Regions from separate parts of the Mus musculus genome. Here region 2 is linked to region 1. A link is a contact called in public HiChIP or PLAC-seq data. All regions are on one chromosome and are shown on one strand. The core of a region is the stretch at or near the end of the contact, and the rest is flanking DNA. Distances in the headings are between cores, read along the strand shown. Region 1 overlaps Kmt2c (lysine (K)-specific methyltransferase 2C). Region 2 holds the start of Cct8l1 (chaperonin containing TCP1, subunit 8 (theta)-like 1).

Region 1 (3,538 bases), core at 962-3,461:
GATCAGTTCCCAGGCATGCAGCCATTGTATGGTCAGCTCCTCACCATCCAGGCCAAAAAAAAAAAAATCAGCTTATCATTATACATGCAATCACTGTATGAGGAGGACCCTGTGTACCTCCCAAATATGACTTCCTATAGTGCTCCTATTACAAAATAAAACTGGCTTTTTAAGACATGAGTGTCTCCTGAATATGGCACACCCACTCTGTTCTGTGGTCCTCACAATGAGCTACATGCTCTTATTAAATAAAATTACTCCCGACTGTGCTGAAGAGATGGTTCAGGGATTGAGAGCACTTACCGCTCTTGCAGAGGACTCTGGTTCAAATCCCAGCACCTACATGGAAGCTCACATCTATCTATAACTCCATTCCCAGGGGATCCAATGACCTTTTCTGACACCAGAGGATACCAGGCATGCAGATGGTGCACTTACATACATGTAAGCAAAACATTCATATACATAAAATAAACTGAAATAAAACTTCTCACAGCTACCTCATCCACCAGGAAATACAAGTTCAATGTCATCACACAACAAGCTTTTCTGAAATCTAACATTTATCAGATCACAAACGCTGTTAGTACATTACCATATGTACTTTTGCTTATAGAACTTACTATATCTGAAATTAAATTTGTTGTCTCTCAGCAATCAAATATTTTCTCCACAAAGACAGGTGCTAGAACCCCAAGTGTCTAAAATAATCTAGTAGATAAAAAGAGCTTACAACATAAAGCACTGTGACCTAAGTTTGATCTCTGAAAGTTGTCCTCTGATCTCCACTTGCATGCCATGGCACCACTCAGGCACCCAAACTATCTCTGTCACATACACATACATCACCCTATTACTATTACCACCACTACACACACACACACACACACACACACACACACGACAATTTTTTAATTTACTAAATAAAATAGCATAATCATTAGCTTAAGTGAGATTCAATTTTGTACCCTTGATCAAATTTTTTTACATGTACTGGTGTTTTGCCTGCGTGTGCACAATGTATGTGCACTGCCTGCAGATACCAGGAGACAGCCTTGTCTTATTCTACTGGAACAGAAGTTACAGTTATGAGTTGTCATGTGGATGCTGGGAATCAAACCTGGGTTCTTTGGGATAGCAGTGAGTAAACCATGAGCCATTTCTCCACAGCCCCACCTGGATACATTCTGAGAGACATGAGAGATGTTTTGATGGTTAGTGTTAACTGTTATCAACTTGACAGACTCTAGAATCACTGAAGAGATGGGCTTCTAGGAATACGAATGAGGGGTTATGCCAGTGATTGTGTTAACTGACGTAGAAAGACTTGCCCATTGTGGGTGATACCGTTCCCTAGATAAGGGATCCTGGACTCTAGTCTAAAGTATAGAGAGTAAAACTGAACAGGTTTATCCATCTCTGTTTCCTGATTGTGGATAATAAATGACAGGATGCTTCAGTCTCCTGCCTTGATTTCCCCACCAAGATGTAAAATATTATACACTAAAATAAGTACTTTCTCCATTAAACTGATTTAGTCAGGGTATTTTATTACAGCAATGGAACAGTAACTAAGATAGACATATATGAGCTAAAAATGGAAAGATGCTCAAATAACTGTGACATACAAAAGGAAGTAAAAAAGTTAATATATGCTACATTATCAAGTTAGAGTAGAATGAGTATTAGTATTCTTGTGTAAACACAAACAGAATAGGTATGGGGTATAGGCGTTTTAGATTTATCTCTAAGCTCTTTGAATATTTTAACAGGATATATTTTATTTATAACTCTTTTGCGATACTGTCCCTTATCTCCTATGTGTTGTAAACAAACAAACACACAAACAAGCAAAAAGTCCAATATGGTAGGTACTCAATTTTTGATTGTTTGTACTGTTTATGGTCCAAGCATGGAGCCTAGGGCTTCCTCAAATGAGAAAAGCACTGTACCACTGACTTTCCACCCTCAGCCCATTTCCTAAACATTGAGAATTTCTAAGCCTGCTGTTGTCATTTTTATGGCCTAACGTTCTGAAATGGTGGATAACTAAATCTCTAAAAGTTATTTATTTTTGATTGTAGGTGCTGAAAGAAAATTATCTGATATAAGTAGCAGATCAAAAATGCTAGCATGGTGCACTGCACTCGAGTCAGAGGCAGGTACAGTTCTGTGAATTTAAAACAAGCCTGGCCTACACAGGAAGAGTCAGTCAGGCCAACATAGTGAGACTGTCTCAAAAGACAATCAAACATTCATTTACCTTTTTTAAATAACAGACCATTTCAACAACAAAAGAAAAATCAAAGCTGGGCGTGGTGGCCCACGCCTTTAATCCCAGCTCTCAGGAGGCAGAGGCAGGAGGATTTCTGAGTTTGAGGCCAGTCTGGTCGACAGAGCCAGGACAGCCAGGGCTATACAGAGAAACCCTGTCTTGAAAAACAAAACAAAACAAATCAAATCAAATCAAGAAAAAGAAAAAAAAATTGTTTAAAAGTTTTGAGACTGTCTCAAAAAAAAAAAAAAAAAAAGGAAGCAAAGGAGGAGGCTGGGTATCATAGGATGTAGCATAATCATGATACTCAGAAGGCTGAGAGAAAGGAGCTGCCACCCAAAGTACACAGTTAAGTACCAGCACAACATAAAACCTTATCTTACAAACAAAAAAGAACATCTAGACAATGTTAAGAAATTTCAATTTAACAAGGTAAGACAAAAGTTATACAGTAAACCTATAAAGAGTATCATTTAGAGGGTAGAGCCCTCAAAGCAGGAGTTCCTGATCATTTTTGACAATATTTTAGGCTAGCTTCAGCAACAAGAGACTCTCATATAAGTAAGTGAATGAATAAATAATAAAAGGCTCCCTCAAAGGAACTTGAAGCTTTTAGGGATAACACATATCACCCCCAAAAGAGTGAATCACTATATATATCAGCCGGATGGTGGTGGTAGGTGGTGAGGCCAGCCTGATCTACAGAGCTAGTTCCAGGGCAGCCAGGGCTACACAGAGAAATCCTGCCTCCCCTGCCCCCCCCCCAAAACAAAAAACAAAAAAAATCATATTATTTGACTCTCCTATGAATAGTACATAAAAATGTTAAAATTATCCTCCAACTTTTAACAGTTAGTTAACTCAAAAATGAAATTAAGGAGTATAGTTGAGAATATGTTCTTATCAGCACTGTCAAATATAAATGGTGAGCCACATCTTTAATCCCAACAGAGGGATTAAATTGGGAGGCAGAGACAAAAGGACCTCTGTGAGTTCTAAATAGTGGGTGCCAGAACTATATAAAGAGGCCCTGTCTCAAAAACACACAGAAACAAAAAAACTAATAAGGAAATTTTAAAGAATTTTCTGCTTTCTTAGTTATGTTCAGCTTTTTCTTTTGTTTTTTCCTGATATATAAAGCAGTTTTTGTAGATAACAACTGGAGAATGGCTATACAGCAGCATGTGCTAAGATATTGTTTCTATTTATTTATTTTACATATTTATAGATGAGTGTTTTGCCTGGAATATATGCACGTGCACC
Region 2 (3,614 bases), core at 1,035-3,534, 50 kb after region 1:
CCAAGGGCATGAGAACAGGAGAGCTGGCCCTGCCTCTTGCTGGCTGCAGCACTGGGTGAGCTAATCTGGGCAGTGCTAAAGAGATTGTCCTGGTGGTGAGATCTAGCAGATTAACCAACTCAGCTACCACCCAGGCCCAGATCTAGGGCTTTGAGTTAGCCCACTCCAACATCTATCCCATCTACAAACTGCTGAAGCTTGTGTAGGGGCCAGTCCTGTAGATCCAAAGTTGTAGGATCTCCATGACACAGGACAGCAAGAGAATATTCTAGAGGAATCCCAGTGACAATCCAGTACTGACAGTGTAGCAGAAGCCAGAGGCCTTGAACCAGACAAATGACTTACTGCAATGAACATTTGCAAGTAAAGATGCATGGACAAAGGGCTATACTATGTGACAGACTACAACACACTACAACTTCCATGATTGTTTGTTTGTTTGTTTGTTTTTCTTTTGCAGATCAGGTAGCAAGGGCTGAGGATGGAGTTGCAGGGACAGGGAGATGAGTGGGATTGGAAATGTCTGATGTGAAATTCATATTTTGTGGATTTCTTTTGTGTTTTTTATGTGGTGGCAGTGGTGGCACTCACCTTTAATCCCAGCACTCCATTGGCACAGACAGGTGGATCTCTGTGAGTTCGAGGCCAGCCCGGTCTACAGATTAAATTCCAGAACAGCTAGCCAGGGTTATACAGAGAAACTCTGTCTCAAAAACATAATTAAAATTTTTTTAGGGCTGGAGAGATGGCTCAGTGGTTAAGAACACTGACTGCTCTTCTGAAGGTCCTGAGTTCAAATCCCAGCAACCACATGGTGGCTCACAACCATCCATAAGGAGATCTGATTCCCTCTTCTGGTGTCTGAAGACTGCTACAGTGTACTTAGATATAATAATAAATAAATCTTTTAAAAAAATTTAAGCTCTCTCTACACCCAGCTATAAAAAGTTTTTTAAAAGATGTGGGCCACCATCCTCAGCTTCTTTAAAAGTGGTTTGTTTGTACCAGGCGTGGTGGCGCACGCCTTTAATCCCAGCACTCCGGAGGCAGAGGCAGGCAGATTTCTGAGTTCAAGGCCAGCCTGGTCTACAGAGTGAGTTCCAGGACGGCCAGGGCTATACAGAGAAACCCTCCTCCCAAAAAATTGTTTGTTTGTTTGTTTGTTTGTAATCGTGAGTATTGAAGTGTGGGTATATGCAAAAGAGCACAGGTGCTTACGGAAGCCGGAGGTGTCCTGGAGCTTGAGCTATCAGTAGTTGTAAGCTGCCAGTGTGAAGACTAGGGTTGGATTTAGCGTTTTCTGTGTTTTGTTTTGTAAGATAGAGCCTTGCTGTGTAGCCCCGGCGGACTGGAACCTAAGACAATCTTTGAGCATTTTCCCGCCAGGGCAGGGAATAGAGGTGTGCACTTCATTCTGCCATGCTGTTTTGTTTGCTGTTTTATTTTGTTTTGTTGGTGGGGACAGGGTCTCACTGCCAGCTCTGGCTAGCCTGGAACTCCTATGCAGCTATCAGGCTGCCCCTAGACTTGTGGCAATTCTCTTGTCCTTGCCTCTGGGGACTGAATTTAGGTCTGTCAGGCTTGGTCTGTGTTTGGGGAGTATTTTGTTGGTCTTTCTGTTTCCTTTGCCTTTTGGGATGGACATTCTCAGTCTATAGCCCAGGCTGGCATGGAGTTTGTGATGGTCCCACAGTCTCCAGGGACTGGGATCACAAGGATAAACCACACAGCCAATTGTGTCTTGTTTTATTGTTAGTTCTGGACTTTCTTTGTTTTGGGTTTTGGTTTGATTTTTGATTTTTCAAGACAGGATTTCTCTGTGTGACAGCCCTGGCTATAGATCAGGCTGTCCTTGAACTCACAGAAATCTGCCAGCCTCTGTCTCCTAAATGCTGGGATTAAAGGCAAGTGCCACCACCACCCAGTACACCACCCAAATCACCAAACACCATGGCATTTCTGGTACTATAGCTCTATAATACAATTTGAGTTGGGGCATGGTGATAACCTCCAGCAGGTTACTTCTGTTTTGTTTGTTTGTTTGTTTTTGTTTTTGCTTTTGTTCTTTTGGTGCTACATAGGACACTCCCAACGTCAGTTCCCTCAAAACACCAAAGACAGTCTTCGTTGGGAACTAGAAGTGTTTCTGAATTTTCAACAGTAAAGTTATTTTGGTTTGTTGGGTTTCATTCCTGCTATCAGGGTCCCTCTGTGACTTCATTCCCTATCTCTGGTTCCATTTGTTACTTTGTGACTTCATCAGAGGGACAGTTTAGCTCCTGTGGGTCAAGTCCCAGGGGCCTCGCTTGTTCAGACTCAGTTTTGGAGATGGGTCTGGAACTGAACTCTCTGCGCTTCATCCTTGGGCGCAAAGTGGAGGCCCACTTCCGGTTGGCTTCTGCAGGTAGCAAGTGATGTGCATTTGACTTCTGGAGCAGCATCAAAGACAGATGCCAAGGTGTGCCTACTGCCATTTCCAGAGTGCTTCTAACGGTTAGTCTAACCCATGGCGGTCTCCCCACCCTCCCGGGCCACACAAACCAAAGTTCAATCAGACCTAGAACTTCCCCAGCGGCTGAAGCCAGGCCTAGAGAAAACCCCTGAATCTCAAGGAGAAGAGCCATCATACATACTGAGGGCCACAGCTGCAGCTCAGACCCTAGCCAGTATCATCCGGTCTTGTTATGGTCCCTTTGGCCGGCAGAAGTTTCTGGTGACTGCCAAGGGAGAAACAGTTTGTACAGGTCATGCCGCTGCCATCCTCAAGGCTCTGGACCTGGAGCACCCAGCTGCCCAGTTTGTTCAAGAATTAGCCCAAACCCAGGTAGAGAACGCTGGGGATGGCACGGTCTTTGTTGTTCTACTGACAGAAGCCTTGCTGGAGCAGGCCCATTACCTTCTGTGGGCTGGCCTAACTCCAACCCAGCTCCGGGAGGCCTTTGCCACAGCCACAGCAGAAGTTCTGACCGCTCTGCCTTCCCTGGCCATCCGCTCTCTAGGGCCTTTGGAAGATCCTTCCTGGGCCCTCTATTCTGTGATAAGTACTCACACCCTGTCCAACTCAGATTATTTAACCAAGCTTGTAGCTCAAGCGTGCTGGGTTAGCAGGGAGCCAAATGGCAGCTTCAAGCCTGAGAGTATTGTCGTGTGCGTACTTCAGGGTGGGAAACTGACTGATTCCCGAATTTTTCCTGGAGTAGCAATAGCGGGGAAGCTGTGTGGACAAAAGACTGAGGTCCTTGGTGATGCTAGGGTGGCCCTGTTCAATTGCCCCTTTGGTCCTACAAATCCATTTACACTGGCCACACCACGTCTCTCCAACCCGGAAGAACTACTAAGATTTCGGAAACAAACTGAACAAGTGGAAAAGGAAATAGCCCAACTAGCCATTATGGACATTAACGTGGCAGTGGTCTTGGGGGAAGTTAATGAGAAATCGGTGGACCAGGCTAACTACTGTGGCATCATGGTGATTCAAGCCAAGTCCCGAAAGGAGATTGTCTACCTGAGTGAGAAGCTGGGCACTCCTCTGCTCGGCCGGGTCCTTCCTCCCCTGGAGCCAGGGAAGTGCCACAAGGTTTACAGGAAGGAATTTGGAGATACTGCGGTGGTAA

Evidence for each region. HiChIP or PLAC-seq counts read pairs in DNA pulled down with a chosen protein or histone mark.
Region 2: a contact with region 1 is called in an H3K27ac HiChIP or PLAC-seq map of embryonic stem cells, with 10 read pairs. The contact joins the promoter of Cct8l1 here to the enhancer-like site in region 1. A contact is called at or near these places in 10 of 39 promoter capture datasets (cranial neural crest, embryonic stem cells, epiblast stem cells and 4 more), 1 of 15 datasets of contacts at CTCF or cohesin (the NIH/3T3 cell line), 26 of 484 Hi-C or Micro-C datasets (the G1E-ER4 cell line, Sertoli cells, cerebellum and 12 more), 15 of 115 datasets of contacts at active chromatin or transcription factors (the SCID.adh cell line, bone marrow-derived macrophages, embryonic stem cells and 3 more) and 4 of 9 other capture datasets (adipose tissue, embryonic stem cells, liver and 1 more).

The regions. Positions count from the first base shown.
Region 1 is chr5:25,464,035-25,467,572 of GRCm38.p6, forward strand. The region is part of intron 1 of Kmt2c (lysine (K)-specific methyltransferase 2C); the gene reads right to left. Among named protein-coding and RNA genes, the nearest start is that of Kmt2c, 33 kb to the right of the region's middle. Within about 2 kb of position 2,212, at least 3 of the 459 cell types and tissues checked have an H3K27ac peak or open chromatin away from gene starts, as enhancers often do. A contact at or near this core is called in embryonic stem cells, where this site is marked.
Region 2 is chr5:25,513,783-25,517,396 of GRCm38.p6, forward strand. It overlaps Cct8l1 (chaperonin containing TCP1, subunit 8 (theta)-like 1), which reads left to right and starts at 2,285. Exons shown (of 1, transcript NM_198621.2): 1 at 2,285-3,614. The coding sequence starts at 2,507.